5 separate regions of the Mus musculus genome follow, and regions 2, 3, 4 and 5 are each linked to region 1. The links are chromatin contacts, called in public HiCAR-type and HiChIP or PLAC-seq maps. All regions are on one chromosome and are shown on one strand. The core of a region is the stretch at or near the end of the contact, and the rest is flanking DNA. Distances in the headings are between cores, read along the strand shown. Region 1 has its middle 11 kb from the start of 1700110C19Rik. Region 2 overlaps Prkn (parkin RBR E3 ubiquitin protein ligase). Region 3 has its middle 3.9 kb from the start of Gm51424. Region 4 has its middle 37 kb from the start of Pabpc6. Region 5 overlaps 4930452A19Rik (RIKEN cDNA 4930452A19 gene).

Region 1 (2,849 bases), core at 234-2,733:
TAGGAAGAAGACAGCGTGCTCAGAACAAGCCAGTAAGCAGATCGGCAAACTCGTCAAAACGCCAGCCAAAATAAAAAAACACACAAAAACTTGGGATGAATTGTATGCGCTCTGCTCACTGGTTCTAAAAGCACACTTCGAGTCAGTGGGGAGCTAGCTCTCTGGAGTCCTTTGCAGATCCTAGCAAGGCCAACTGGAAAGATCACCGGAGTAGAAGCCACAACGATAGACAACCACAAAGTAGTCGTGTTTACAAACTCAGTCCTATCACCTCACAAAATGGCGACAGAATCTGTACATTCTTTTGATCAAAGCTACGCAATGCTCACTGAAAACATTTACTAAATATTCCTACTAACTCGCACTTTTCCACGAAATGCCCTGGTGCAGAAGCACAAGAAATTCAGTCTTTCTCCTGTGCGGAATGTTTAGGAATCACATAGTCAGGTCTGGGTGACAGGGCAGGGTGGGATCCTGGGGACATGTTTTGAATCTTCCAACATGAAGTCTTAGCTCTCTACAACTGACTTACAGGCTGTCACGGAGCTGCGCAGAGCTTCTAGTGTGTTCAAAAGGAAGCTAGGGCTCAGTTTCTGCTTTGCCTCCCTTTGGCAGAGCTAAAGTTTGGGCCATGACCAGGCCTGAGGTAGGATTTCCTAGTTTTTTTTTTTTTTTTAGCATCCTAGGAAGATAGATGAGCGGAGCCAAGGTTACTTGTTTCTTGCATCCGGAACGAGTGTTTTAAAGTAACAAAACCTTAATCTTTTTGGATATTGAGACCTACAAAGGAAAATAATCAGCATTGTATGGATGACTTCAATAGACTAGCTGCCTGCAGACTCCCCCGCCTGGGAGTGACATTGAGGGAGCCCTCAGATCTCGGTGTCTGGAGACGCGAGCCAATGGGGGCTAGGCAGACGATTCTTTCTGGTGCTTGATGTTCCGGACATTCCGACGTCCCCGGTTCATTTCCAATGTATGAATACATCACTCTTTCTATTAAGATACCACGAAGACCACCTGTTACTACAGGTGATTTACATTCCAAGCTAGAATTATAGATTCCTTTATGCAAACATATTTAGGGAGAGTTCACTTTAAGACGGAATTTAGCTCCCTAATGAAAACAGCGCATAAAGGACCCTAACAGCTTCTGCGAGAGGTCCAGACTCTTAACTGGAGAAAGTGGGGCTTAAAAGAAAATGCGGGTAGGTTCTTTGTCTCCTAGGAAACTCATTTCCGACTTGGGAATCGGGCGAGTTACTCCCCTGCCTCACGCACATTCCTACCCGCTCCAGAGCGCTCCAGCGGGCAAAGATGGAACTCTGTTCTTTCTTTTGTGTAGCCCGACCGTTTGTTTCTCTCCTGACAACAGCTTCTCCTCCCTTCATCCTCCCCGCTTTCTTCCGGGCCTGGGAACTGCGAGGCCAGGAGCTGTGTGGCCGTCCCTTTGCCGGGTTTCGGGTCCCTGTGCGCAGGCACGCATTCATTAGCGCCACAAGAGCACCAGAGTCCCGGACACCTCATAAATATTTAGAGGTTCCCACCACCTTCCAGAGAGCCAGGGGGAGAAAGAGAATTTAGTGTGGAGTTGGTCAGGGTAATATGCATGTGAATCAGAAGTGGGGACAAAGGATGAAAGGTGCTGGAAACTCCAACAAACCCGTGATCCCCGGGGGTCATTCTGCCTGTTCCTGCCCACACTATCCCGGGCCGGCCTTCTTCCTGCGCATGAGCGGACTGAGCCTGTTTCCGAAGACTGTTGGCAAAGGATGTGTGCTCTTTGTTCTGTCCCGCTCTTTCTTAACAGACAGGTTTGCTTTGCCCTCTCCACTGCGCTGGCGGCTGCCTTCTCCTTTGCCACCCACAGAAGTGAGGCATGAAGATCTAGGGGTCTACACTAATACGTAAGGCAAGAAAAGGGAACAGAATGTGGCTGTGTCGGGGAAAACGTGCGCAAAATCAGCCTGTGGGTTAGACACAATACATCGACACTCACTATGGAAGGTTGAAAAACTTCCATAAATGTTCTGTGCACAGAACCCAGAATCCCAAGAGAAAGTCTGCACGCAAACAGCTACCTTGACACCCACACACCCTATGAAGCTTTTAAAAACTATTTTTAAACACTCCTCCTGGCTTTTATTTTGGGAGGTCTGGAGTGCACAGAGCAAGGGAGAGAGCAAAGGCTCAGAGCTCAAGAGAGGAAGCTAGAGCAGTCTTCCTTTCTTCCTAAAGCACTGTCTCACAGGAAGGATGACCAATGGCCTTAAAGCCTGGGAGTGAATACAGGGGCAGTAAAGGATGGATTGGCCAGGCTAGTTTTCATCAGAAAGGAAGAGGATGGCAACATGGAACTAAGCAGCTTTGGGACAAAGACTCCTCTGTGGAAAGGGGGTTGCTTTAACCAGGTAGGAATTTTAAGTCAAAGCCTTGTAATACCTAACAGTGGTTGAGATGAAACACATGGATTATAGGTCTTATGAAGCATCCTGCTTAGTTTGGGGTACACACTATACAGCAATGAGAGCCTGAATAGTTAGCAATAGAAAATAACTTACATCCTAGTTCACATTTTGGAAATACCTGGGATTGCAACTATGTTGCTTTGAACGAAAGTGTACAAATATTACTAGTTAAATCTTACTATTAGGAAACATCGGAGGAAATGTGCTAAATTTCATAAAAACTTCCAATTTGCCCCAGTTCACTACTTACTACAAGAAACCTTCAATCAGATAGAAGCTCACTGAAAATTAAAAGGAATCTGGACAAAGCTGGTAAACTGGTACCTTGCCCTTATAAGCTGGTGAAAACTAGCTCCAATCACCTTAAGGCAGGAGGAAGTT
Region 2 (2,849 bases), core at 235-2,734, 750 kb before region 1:
TCAGGAGGAAAGGAGAACCAACCCAAAACTCAGCACAAACTGGCTCTTCTCAATCAGTCCGTTCCTTTCTCAGTCTCAGTCTCGTTTTCCAGTTCACTCCAAGGAAAGCCACCATTCTACAGCCCCAGGACAGCGATGCTACTTTCACGGGCTTTTATTCAACGAATGGATTAAACTAAAAATCATAGTACTTCCACTCAGGTTAGTTTCCTAAATATTTGTCTCTATGAATAGATGATGGAGAGTAGCCATTTAATGTATCCTCTGAGTTCACACTTGTTACTTAGTGCCTCCAGCTGCAGAGGCTGCAAGTGGGCGGAGAACCTTGAGTTTAGGCAGTGCTACTGTGCTGCTTTTGAGCCAGTTAAAGTAACACACTCCAAAGTGGGTGTTGGAACCTGTTCAAATGTATTTACCTGTCATGCTACAGATTCACACAACTGTCCTCAGTTGGCTAATTTGAGGTATGTGCAGGCAGCAGTTGAATCTACTGCTGGCAAAGTTTCCATTATTCAGGTACATCTTAAGGGTCAAAAACACAAATAAGAGTAAACTTCTGTTATTTAAAAACTGGTGCTGTCTACTGGCATTTTAAGTAACTATTTTATCTGTCTCTTAGAATTATGTATCATTGTAACATTTATATTCTTGACTAGAATAATTTGATTTTTGGATGATCTGTAGAAATAAAAAATTATAAAAAGTTATAATTGTGTAAAACACTACCACTAAGAGACAACCTAGTGCTTTTAAAGACAGCTTAATTCACAGGCACACACTAATGTAGCACTAAAGCCCCATGTGTGGGAAGCCAAGTACCACAGCGAACATGATGATCCAGTCCCAATGGCTGAACAGCCAGCTTCCCATGGTCAAAAGAGCTGGGATGAGAACTACAGAGGTTCATGCCAGACCATACTAATGATCTCAGCAGTTTTATGATATAAGCATCCGTCAAGAGTGGCTGTTATGCACTCAGTAATTTGAAATTTAATTAAGAGGTGTAAAGACCTAATCTCAAATTTAACTAGCAAAACATACTTTCAGAATGTAGTGTTCTATGTGTTCTGCCTAGTGAGTCCTTCTGATACTTATCAGTACTGCTAATGGGAGTCTATTTGAAATAAAATAAAACACTAAGCCCTCTCATGTGGTGGTACTTTTTATCCTTAAAAACAAACAAGAAAACAACAACAACAAAAACAGTAACAAGTTTATATGAGACATGCCAGCACCTTCTTCCCCCTCCCAAATTATGTCATTTTCGAAGATGTTTTTACCTTCAACATCAGACTTTAAAAGCCCCATCTGGGCTTGTGAATGTATGTGCCAGTGTCTCTTCACAGGCATCTACATGGTTCCATTACCGGAGGGCTGGTGTGGAGAGCTGCTGTCTGTACCCTCGACCCTGTTCCCTGAGTGTTGTAGACTATGTTGCTAAGTGCTTTATGTTCTGTCTCGCAGGCCCAACCGCCCCTCTCCAGAGAAAGCGCTGCCTCACAGGAGAACAGCTGGGGCTGAGAGGAGCCGGTTGCTACTCAGAGGAGCTAGGGAGGTGAATTACTCTGATGGAGCCTCTGCTTTGTGCAGAGAAGAAAATTATGTGCCTGGCGAACACAGGAAGTGACAGCCCGAGATTTGCTTTTTTTCTCTTTTTCATAGGTTTTTGCATTCAAAACAGCAGAGTAAATATATATTCTGCTTGGAGGCATTTTGATAAATTCAATTAAATATGCTGCTGGGCTGTGAGAGTCTGTCTCTCTCTCTCTCTCTCTCTCTCTCTCTCTCTCTCTGTGTGTGTGTGTGTGTGTGTGTGTGTGTATGTGTGTGTATGAGAGAGAGAGATCAACCAGTATTTTTTTTTCAAAATTCTTCTTTTTCAAGATTTTTCCTATAAGTAGGTTAAAAGCTTTAATGAACTATATTCTCAGTTTTACCTAATTTTCTCTCTGGTCTGATTCTTAATAAGTCATTTTGAACAAATTGAGGTCAGTATTTTACACTTATACAAAGCATGTCATTTTTCTAAATGGAAATTTGAGTAAAGGTAGACTGCTTTTTGTTTCTGTACATTCAAGGTTGAGGAGTTTTAAAATCCACTTAATAAGCGAATGACAGAATATTTTTATAAATGAGAAGGTACAGTCTTCGTGAGCCATGTAGTCCAGTTCCGGGTGTGATGCAAAGTGGTCCTAAGTTAAACAGCTGTTTTGAATATGTAGCACTCCTGCTCCATGATCTCAGCAGCTGGAAGAAATTACTGTCCAGAGAGACATGTGCGTAATTTGAATTAAACAGATGCAGGCTGTGAAGGAAATCAAACAGCTCAGGGTAATAGACGCAAACAATATTACCAAAACTCCAAGGAATTTTTATTTGTTTATTCCTAATGATAGCAAATGGTGTCATCCTTGTGGCATGGCATATCTATACCCATGAAAGGTTTTGGCGCTTTACAAAAATCTAAAGTAGGGATGTCAATTCCTGAGGAAAAGTTACACACATATGCATTCATAGTTCTCCATTTGCCAGCACTTTTGATACAATGTATTGATTGGCATAGGAGAGTTTCCTTTACCCCCTCAGTGTCACATGCTTTCTCTTGTGCTCTATCCTGTGCAAAGGATATCAGAGCAATTGAGCTGTACTTGATGTGGGTGGCAAGGACCAAGGAAGATGGTTAAGGTAATATTTGTTTGAGAGTAACTTAAATGTCATTTCCAATTCAATATACGTTTGACCCACTTTAATGAGCAAAAGCCTGCACTTAAAACTGCACACTGTTCATACATGGGTCCAGATGGTGCCCTTTGGAATAAAAGCACTCTCAAACAGAGCTTCCCAGGGAG
Region 3 (2,849 bases), core at 206-2,705, 760 kb after region 1:
CCCTCCCTCCTTCCTTCTGTCCCCTTCTCTCTTCTCTTTCCCTCACTCCTCCTCTGTTCCCATGTTTTCCACAGCAAAGAGACCAGGAGTTAATGCAGGCTGAGTGGATTTATAGCCAGGAGCCTCAGATCACCAAGGAAGCTGTGAGCCTGCTTAATGTGGATTCTCTGTCATTTGTGCCCAAGGCTCTTGTCTCTACTTGTTAGAGGTACAAAAGTCCTTGTGCCCACAGATCACTAGGGGAACTAGGAATGTTAAACACACAGGACCTTTTCTCAACGGAGGTGATAAAATACCTGTTTTCCTTTCCAAACAGCTGAGAGTGATTTTGCTGATGACCCAGTGACCTTTATGCTACCTGTAGAGGCAGACCTCACCCAAATTTCCCAAAATGATTGTCTTAGACTCTTCCATCCCCAGACCATTACCTATCCCTTCAGCGAGATGACTTATGCATGTTTTTGCCTGGTGACCTCTATGCTGTCTCAGTAGAGACCTCAATAGATACTAGCTCTTTTAGCTATAGAACTCACCTTCATAATCATACGTTCTTTGTAAAGCAGTTGCTATCTAGTCATACCTTAAGTTTTATTGTACAGAGCACAGAGTTCCCAATGAAGGAGCTAGAGAAAGTACCCAAAGGAGCTGAAGGGGTTTGCAGCCCTATAGGAGGAACTACAATATGAACTAACCAGGTACCTCCAGAGCTCCCCCGGGACTAAAACACCAATCAAAGAAAACACATGGTGGAACTCATAGCTCTAGCTGCATATGTAGCAGAGGATGGCCTAGTAGGTCATCAGTGGGAAGAGAGGCCCTTGGTCCTGTGAAGGTTCTATGCCCCTGTGTAGGGTAATGCCAGGGCCAGGAAGTGGTAGTGGGTGGGTTGGGGAGCAGGGGGAGGGGAGAGAGGATAGGGGATTTTCGGAGGGGAAACAAGGAAAGGGGATAACATTTGAAATGTCAATAAAGAAAATATCTAATTTTTTAAAAAAAAAAAGGGAAAATGTTTTATTGTACCCCTAGGACTGGATGGATTGTTGTCTAATTATACTGTACTTTAAATATGTTGGCAATGACGGCCTGGCCTTAGACTCCACAGAAGACTGATCTAGGTTCAGGAGGCCAATCTGCACTGGCTTTCATTCTTTTTTTCTTTGAGGTTTACCACCTACAGCGACCCACAGGGTCTTTCTCACCTACTGCCTAATCCAGGCTCAGTTCCCTTCCCAGTTGTTCCTCTGAGGACAATGACTTCCCTCAGGCCGACTTGGCTCTTTGCAGATCTGAGCACTGAGCATAAATGACCAGAGCACTGTCAGATCTAAAGATTTGTGAACACGCTTGCCAATTCGGACATTTTCTGCCTAGGCTGGCACACTGGTCTTTCTATGCTCTATCCTGTCAGGAGTCAGCTTCCTTGGGGGTTTTCATGCCAAACCGACAGAATGGGAGCTGTCTGCAGGCATCCATTGAAATGTAAATGGACCTACACCACTGTTTTCCAAATTGAGAGGCACCCATACACAAACGTCCAATGCTAATGGGGGCTCTGAATTAGAAAAAATATTCCCAAGTTAAATGAGTTTGGGAAATGCCACACTGCGTTGGGGGAATTATCATGAGCAGCACACTAAATAGTCTGTGAGAGTCTTTACTGAAGAGTTTCATTGTGTTGCATAGCCAGGACTTGCAAATTTATTTGGTCCCAGGCAAGACCTCTTTGCAGATTAGAACTCATTAACATTTTGCTGGACACTTGGATTCTGTTTATCTGGAGTTGAGAGGCCCAGAGACTTAGCTTTCTCATGGGGTCTCTTCCTAATCTTATGCCTCAGTAGGCAATGGAAGACATGGCTTCCTGCTATTGTTTAATTATTTTCTTGTAATTCGGGGTCATTCAATGATATCAGGGGTGTTTGCTAGTGAGACTCGGGCTGTAAATATATCACCAACCCCACTGCAAGCTTCCTGGAAGCCCTAAGCCCTCAGTGGCTTTTTCCAGACTGAGCCTGTCCTGTCTCACCATTTAGCCTGGGTAGATTCCTTAGATCTTACAACCTTCCCTTCTTAGCCCTCTGGATGGCTCCAGAGCTCCGGGCTTTGACAGGTCTGTCTCAGGGGTCCATGTTTATCTGTCTGGACTGCCATAATTTCATGTCTTCACGGAGCTGGTTTGATTCAGTGAACAGACAAAAGTAAAGTGCCCTTCGGCGATTTCTTTTTCTCTTTGCTAAGGTATTGACAGGGCCCCCCAGGCTGTTCATTTCCCTTATCAATATGAGTTCCATGTTAATTCTTCCATTTAATGTTGAATTAAATGAAACCCTGGGAGATCTGATTATGGCTCAAGAATGCCCAGAATGTAGTCAGTAATAGAATTCATCTAATGACCAATATTTAATCTTGTGTCAAGAACTTTGTGACAGGTGAATCAAAACAGAGGACAGTGTTTCTATCCATCTCTGAGCCTATAACAGATGTAAGGGTGTGTGTGTGTGTGTGTGAGTGTGTGTGTGTGTTGGAAAGATTAATTCAGAAGGTTGGCATGTTTGAGGCATTGTACTTTTTGAAACATCATTATACTGAAAGAGCTAAAGAACAGCAGTATGGATTGCTCTAGCAATCTATGCATATGCAAGGATAAACACACACACAGACAGATAGATACACACACACAGACACACACACAGAGATCCACGACATACATGCACACAAGCATACACATACATACACATGAATGCACACACACATGAATGCACACACATACACACACACACACACACACACACACACACATGAAGCTTCATGGCATGGCAGTAAAGGGACACGTTTTCAAAAATATTTTT
Region 4 (2,849 bases), core at 206-2,705, 700 kb after region 1:
GGGGAAGCTTAACCATTGTCAGCACAAAGGATGCTTTCTGTATCTACGGCAGGACAGGTACCTCGTTGGAAAGCTCAGTTACATGCCAAATAAATAGTGCATCTGATAACTATTAAAATACCACCCCTGGTAATGGCACTTTAGGGCTCTTTCAACAAAATGAGGGGTTGCTGCTTGCCACCTACACAACAAGCAAGAGTCTGAACATCTATTGATAGGAAGAAGTGACTGAAAGGGGCTGAGGCTGCCAGACAGATGGCTTGTGAGGAAAGCACACCACACATACTTTTGAGTTATGGGAAGAATTTCTGTAGACAGTCATCCTGCTGCTTGGTTCATGATCTTTGTGATAAGACAAACTGTAGGTGTACAGGCTCATGCTAGTCCTGCCATGCTTGAAAGGATGCAAGGATGTCTGAGACTTATTAAGTGAACAGGAGGCAAGCCTTAAAGTGGAGATGGAAACTCCATGGTGACACCCTTAAAGATGGATTTCTTAGACAACCCAGGACCACTTACCCATGGGTGGTACTGTCCCTAGTGGAATGGGCCCTCCATGCCAATCATTAATTTAAAAAAAGAAAGCCCTATAGACTTGTCTATAGGGCAATCTGAAGAACTCATTTTTTTCAACTGAGCTTCCTTTTTTCCAGGTGATCCTTCCTGGCTGTGTCAAGTTGACAAAACAAAACAAAAACAAAACCAAACAACAACAACAACAACAAACCCACCAACTACTCAGCACATCAAATGATGGTGAATTATACTTTTCTTTATAAAGCAAAGCCTCTTCTAAAAACATGTTTTGTTCCAGGCACCATGAAGCTCCTTAAAAACACACATTATCTTGCTTAATGCTTGTAAAGAAAGAGAAAGGTCTACATAGGCAAAGTGTCTTTTTTGGTAGAACTGAATGTACTTTCCCCAGGGTATCATGCCCAGTAAATTGTCAGTATTTTGTCTTTTCATTCTGTTTTTTTGTTTTCTTCTTACATTGCAGCTTTTATTCCAAACCCTTTAGAGACAATGAGTCCATTCGCCACACCATCCCAACGACGCTGACTTTAGAAACCCCGGAAGGCCATCTGAGCTGTCAGTAACTTGTTCCCGTTCTGGGGCGGGACCATTATTGGGCACCACGTTCCTCTATCTTTCCCACACAGCTGCACCCTGCTTTGAAATGCCAGAACTGCCATCATAAACTAATGGGAAAGTCTAAACTGACATCCCTGGCGCCTTCTTAAAAATGCTGCTGCTGCAGTTTGCTTTCTTTGGTGATAGATCTTTAGAAATGCACAAGGAACTCGAAAGTGACCCGAGTTGACAAACCAGCACAATGGAGGGAAGACAATTCTTTTCCACAGGAACATTTGGACTCCTTTCGATGCTCTGCTGCACGAGCCAGGAGCTGCTGAGCGTGTGCTGTGGTTTGAATGTAAAATATCCCCAGTAGCTCGTGGATTTAAACAGTTGGTCCCCTCAATCAGTGGTTCTGTTGTGGGAAATGGAGTCTTCAGGAGGAAGCCAAAGGGAGCACACTTGCGGATTCATAGTCCAGCCTTCCTTCCTTCCTTCCTGTCTGCTGCTTGCTTGCTGAATGCAGATGCAATGGGGGGAGTTGCCCGAGTCCTATTGTCACTTTCTCCTGCAACTGTGGGCTACAGTCCCCCAATCTCTGAACCACAGGCCCAACGAACCATTCCCTTCTTTAAGTTGACTTTGTAAGGTGTTTCGTAACAGCCAAGGAAGAAATTGTTCCAGCTCCCATATGACCTTCCTAAGTTCGAGACAGACCAGGTTAGCATTCTGTCTGTGTACTGACGATGACTGCTCCTGTTTGCTTTGCCTTCCTTGGCAAACAAATGATGAACTGATTTGTTGCTTAGAAGTGACAAATGAACCGGCAGGCTTTTGAAGTGGCAAACTGCCAGGCCCACAGATCTCCATTCAGAAATACAGCAGCAAGATTCAGAGAGACTCAAGCCTCAAATGTAGTAGGCCTTACTGGACTCTAACTGACATTATATGTCATCTATTAAAATACATGGGAGGTAGAGTTGCTCCAGGGAGAACATAGGAGAAGAAGACTCATCCTGAATATTGCTGACTCTGTACATGTAGACTGCACTAGAAAGTGAAACATTAAGTATGGGGACTGAATTATAATATTAATTATTTAAATCCTGGCCCAGGGTTTCCACCCCTCCTTGGTTATTGGATTCCAGGATTAAAAACACACTCACGGCATTTATATTTACAGTAAGCCTTAACCAGCACAGTAACTGGGCAGCTGTCTACCCTCCATTCTGTTGAATCTACTCTCCTATCAGTAACCCTGAATCACTACTTACTACTTACTAGGTTTCATCTGGGCTGCTCTTAACTCCAACAAGTTAGCCCACAGGGCTACATTTTTATGCCTCAGCTAACTCTTGGTAGCTTCTTCTTGCTGCTGCTGCTTCTTCTTCTTTTCTTCTTCTTCTTCTTCTTCTTCTTCTTCTTCTTCTTCTTCTTCTTCTTCTTCTTCTTCTTCTTCTTCTTCTTCCTCTTCCTCTTCCTCCTCCTCCTCCTCTTCCTTCTCCTCCTCCTCCTCCTCCTCTTCCTCTTCCTCCTCCTCCTCTTCCTCCTCCTCCTCTTCCTTCTCCTCCTCCTCCTCTTCCTCTTCCTCTTCCTCCTCCTCCTCCTCTTCCTCCTCCTCCTCCTCCTCCTCCTCCTCCTCCTTTCTCTTCCTCCTCTCCTCCTCCTTCTCCTCCTCCTCTTCCTCCTTCTTCCTGGTTCTCTTCCCCAAGCCCACAAAACCTAAACCTCAACTAAGTCTCTTCTGCCCAGTTATTGGCTATTGGAATCTT
Region 5 (2,849 bases), core at 214-2,713, 580 kb after region 1:
TAAATGGGACTAAGATGGCAATTCCACTAGTGACTGGAGGACAGATAGACCATACAGAAGCCAGAAACAGCTGCTGAGCAGCTCAGAATATTGTCTTCCCAGCTTCTCCAAGGCCTGAGCTGAGAAACCAGATTTCTTCTGGGTGTACATCACTCTTTCCTCTCCTTTGAAGGACACTGAATTTCCATAAAACCACAAAGGCCAGAAGCACACTCAAGACCAAAATAGCACTGAGGTTAAAAAAAAAAAAAAAGAGTAACCTTGGTTAAACAGTGTCGCTCCACGGCCCATGGCCATTAAGTACTAATGCACTGGAGATGCTATGGTAGAATATATGGGCCCCCTTTTGAATCATAGGACCTTAGGCAATAAGAGCATAAACATTTGTTGGCAAGCAGGGCAATGAAGCAGAATGCAGTTAGTTCAGATGCAGGCATGTTGATTTCCTGTGCTATGCTCAGCTGGACTCTGAGATCGTCAGTACTGTGAACTCAAACCTACATCCCCAGCCAGATTCCTACAGAGGGAGGGGACAGGAGGGACGGATGGCCAGCTTGCTTTGCTCCTGTGTGCTCAGTCTAATCTGTACATATGTGCAGATCCATATTTAGAATTTGTCTAGGCAGAGAGTGGTGAGCCATGGAAGCTTTTGCTTATCACTTGAAGGATGCTGGGGAGTTGTACGCCAAGCTTCTATCAGGAGCCCTATTCTCTTCCTCCTCACAAATCCACAAAGACAGAATCTGCTGATGTGGAAACGAAGGCTGTCTGTCTGTCAAGGACACGGGACATTTGTGTCCTTCGCCTACCAGTTTCTGTCATATTGGCAGGCAGATGTAAGGCTCATGTGGGGCCACGGTGGGTCAATAACGTCAATATGGTTTTGAGTTTACATTCAGCTTTTCTTTGACTAAAGAGAGAGCTTTTATGTATAATTAAGGCTTGGAAAATGGTGTCAGCACTTTTCCTTTGAGAAAAAAAATAAAAAGGGTGAGGGCAGCTGCTAGATGGGCTAAAGTCTGTGGTCTTTCTCTTCAGTATTGTGGCTGGTGGTAACTCCAGGCTGTGATGTTTGCTGCCCTGGAGACATGAAATGTCCTATGGGAATGACTGTAACCAAGAGTCCCTCCCCCATTCTGTGTAGCTGCTGCACCCCCCTCTCAGATGAGTCCAAAATTTTCAGAGACAGCCTAGTTATGGCTAAGGTTTCAAGCCCCAAGTCCTTCACTGCTCTGAACGCCACCCTGATGTGACCTGTCACCTCCATTCCAACACTCTGAGAATAGCCCGCCCTGGTTGCCTCTGTGTCCTTGATGCTCAGCCATGTGTGACTCTGGCTGCCCAGACCTGAGGCTGCGGGTCTCAGGAAGGGCCAGCATCCTCAGTGAGCACCTCTCTCCGTACCACACACATCGGATTGATTCCAGAGAGCCTCAGAGAGGGCTGTGTGCCTTTCAGTGTAACAAAATCACTGTGGTAGTGGTTCCCAAGTTCTTCCTCAGATCTGGTAACCCCCCCCCCCAACCCCAAGAGCCCTCCGATATCATTCCCCTGGCTCCCCCTAGTGGCCCAGGGGTCCCCAACCAGAACGTTTTTTATTACAGGGTTTTTTTTGTTTTTTGTTTTTTTTTGTTTTTTGAGATTATAATATAATTACATCATTTCTCACTTTTCTTGCCAAACCCTCCCACATACCCCTCCTTGGTTTATAAGTTCATCATCTGCCTAAGGAGATTTCTGATGAGCCTGTTTCTATACCACATGTGAGGGCAACTGGATCCACCCTGATTCTAAACCCAGAATGTGGGGTCCTGGGAACTCTGGTGTTTTTATGCTCCCATCTCTGAATGCTAGTCAAAATTTCTGCCAGGGACCTTAGGGGCCACTTACCTTTGAGGTTGGGTTGGGACATCTTGTCTTTTTGTTTGTTTTATTTTGAAGACAACATGAGCCGACTCTGGCCTGGACCTCATCCGGGAATGCAGATGGGGCTCAGCTTTAAATGATTGCCTGCCTTAGTTTCCCCAGTGATCAGTAGCAGCGTGAGCTATGGTGGCAGTCTACTTTAATGAGAAGTCCAAGAGTAGAAGGTGAGGGACCAACTATCTCTGATGCTATGTCTGGCACCAGTCCTAAGCCATCCAGGTTGCTGATTTCTAACAGCTGTGTTAGAAAAGTTCATGGACATCACTAACATTTCTCTCTTGTGTGTTTCAGCCACACAGTTCTCAAATATCCACAGACACCATAGCAGCCCAGGTGAGCCAAACTAAGCAGCCAGCATCACTGCCCTCATGTTGAGCCACAGGGGTTGGGTCCTCAGAGTGCTGCTGCCACTGCTGCGAATTTGTATATATTTTTAAAGAAAAGTAAGCAAGTTAAGTTTATTGCAAAGGAAGGCTATAGCTCTCTGCAGCAGAGGAAAGGGTCAGAAACTGGTTGCTCTGCGGGTAATTTTAATTTTTTTTTCTATTTAGTTGCTTTTTTTCTTACTAAAGAATAAGGGGTTTTCTGTTAGACATAACTTAAAGGATCTTTGTTAGGGAATAGGGTGAGGGTATGGGAAGGGGCAGTTTGGGGTGGGTAAGCATGGGACCTCTTGGTTCAGAGCCTGGCTCCACTGTTTTTACTGGACCATTGAATGAATGGTCCACAGCCAATACCCACCCATCTGTGCCTTCATCTTCGGGACTGGCCTAGGTAAAGCTGTAAGCCTCCCTTACTCCATGTAGACCATTCTTACTGGAAATGAGGCCAGGACACAAGTCTATACCTCTGACCTTTCATTTGGGCACATTAATGCTTCACAATTTTGACAAAGGGAAGTTAACTTGGGTTTGGAAAGTTAG

What was found. HiCAR-type assays count read pairs that join an accessible place to other places. HiChIP or PLAC-seq counts read pairs in DNA pulled down with a chosen protein or histone mark.
Region 2: a contact with region 1 is called in an H3K4me3 HiChIP or PLAC-seq map of forebrain, with 4 times the contacts expected there. The contact joins two enhancer-like sites. A contact is called at or near these places in 5 of 39 promoter capture datasets (cranial neural crest, frontonasal cranial neural crest, hippocampal neurons and 2 more), 4 of 484 Hi-C or Micro-C datasets (cerebral cortex, cortical neurons, myocytes and 1 more) and 7 of 115 datasets of contacts at active chromatin or transcription factors (embryonic basal ganglia, embryonic forebrain, embryonic hindbrain and 4 more).
Region 3: a contact with region 1 is called in a HiCAR-type map of astrocytes, with 3 times the contacts expected there. The contact joins two enhancer-like sites. A contact is called at or near these places in 4 of 115 datasets of contacts at active chromatin or transcription factors (astrocytes, embryonic forebrain, embryonic midbrain and 1 more).
Region 4: a HiCAR-type map of astrocytes shows a contact between it and region 1, with 2.1 times the contacts expected there. The contact joins two enhancer-like sites. A contact is called at or near these places in 4 of 115 datasets of contacts at active chromatin or transcription factors (astrocytes, embryonic hindbrain, forebrain and 1 more).
Region 5: a contact with region 1 is called in a HiCAR-type map of astrocytes, with 2.7 times the contacts expected there. The contact joins two enhancer-like sites. A contact is called at or near these places in 3 of 39 promoter capture datasets (hematopoietic stem and progenitor cells, neural stem cells and pre-B cells), 1 of 15 datasets of contacts at CTCF or cohesin (stem cell-derived epiblast-like cells), 5 of 484 Hi-C or Micro-C datasets (B cells, the G1E-ER4 cell line, bone marrow-derived macrophages and 2 more) and 15 of 115 datasets of contacts at active chromatin or transcription factors (astrocytes, bone marrow-derived macrophages, craniofacial prominence and 12 more).

What each region holds. Positions count from the first base shown.
Region 1 is chr17:10,334,060-10,336,908 of GRCm38.p6, reverse strand. No RefSeq gene overlaps it. Among named protein-coding and RNA genes, the nearest start is that of 1700110C19Rik, 11 kb to the right of the region's middle. RefSeq lists an enhancer at 1-2,849. Within about 2 kb of position 1,483, at least 204 of the 459 cell types and tissues checked have an H3K27ac peak or open chromatin away from gene starts, as enhancers often do. A contact at or near this core is called in astrocytes, cortical neurons, embryonic basal ganglia and 4 more, where this site is marked.
Region 2 is chr17:11,086,671-11,089,519 of GRCm38.p6, reverse strand. All of the region lies in intron 2 of Prkn (parkin RBR E3 ubiquitin protein ligase), which reads right to left. Among named protein-coding and RNA genes, the nearest start is that of Gm41526, 46 kb to the left of the region's middle. Within about 2 kb of position 1,484, at least 25 of the 459 cell types and tissues checked have an H3K27ac peak or open chromatin away from gene starts, as enhancers often do. A contact at or near this core is called in cortical neurons, embryonic basal ganglia and forebrain, where this site is marked.
Region 3 is chr17:9,578,822-9,581,670 of GRCm38.p6, reverse strand. No RefSeq gene overlaps it. Among named protein-coding and RNA genes, the nearest start is that of Gm51424, 3.9 kb to the right of the region's middle. Within about 2 kb of position 1,455, at least 54 of the 459 cell types and tissues checked have an H3K27ac peak or open chromatin away from gene starts, as enhancers often do. A contact at or near this core is called in astrocytes, where this site is marked.
Region 4 is chr17:9,631,362-9,634,210 of GRCm38.p6, reverse strand. No RefSeq gene overlaps it. Among named protein-coding and RNA genes, the nearest start is that of Pabpc6, 37 kb to the left of the region's middle. Within about 2 kb of position 1,455, at least 29 of the 459 cell types and tissues checked have an H3K27ac peak or open chromatin away from gene starts, as enhancers often do. A contact at or near this core is called in astrocytes, forebrain and stem cell-derived neural progenitor cells, where this site is marked.
Region 5 is chr17:9,758,220-9,761,068 of GRCm38.p6, reverse strand. The region is part of intron 3 of 4930452A19Rik (RIKEN cDNA 4930452A19 gene); the gene reads left to right. Among named protein-coding and RNA genes, the nearest start is that of 4930452A19Rik, 16 kb to the left of the region's middle. Within about 2 kb of position 1,463, at least 47 of the 459 cell types and tissues checked have an H3K27ac peak or open chromatin away from gene starts, as enhancers often do. A contact at or near this core is called in astrocytes, forebrain, heart atrium and 1 more, where this site is marked.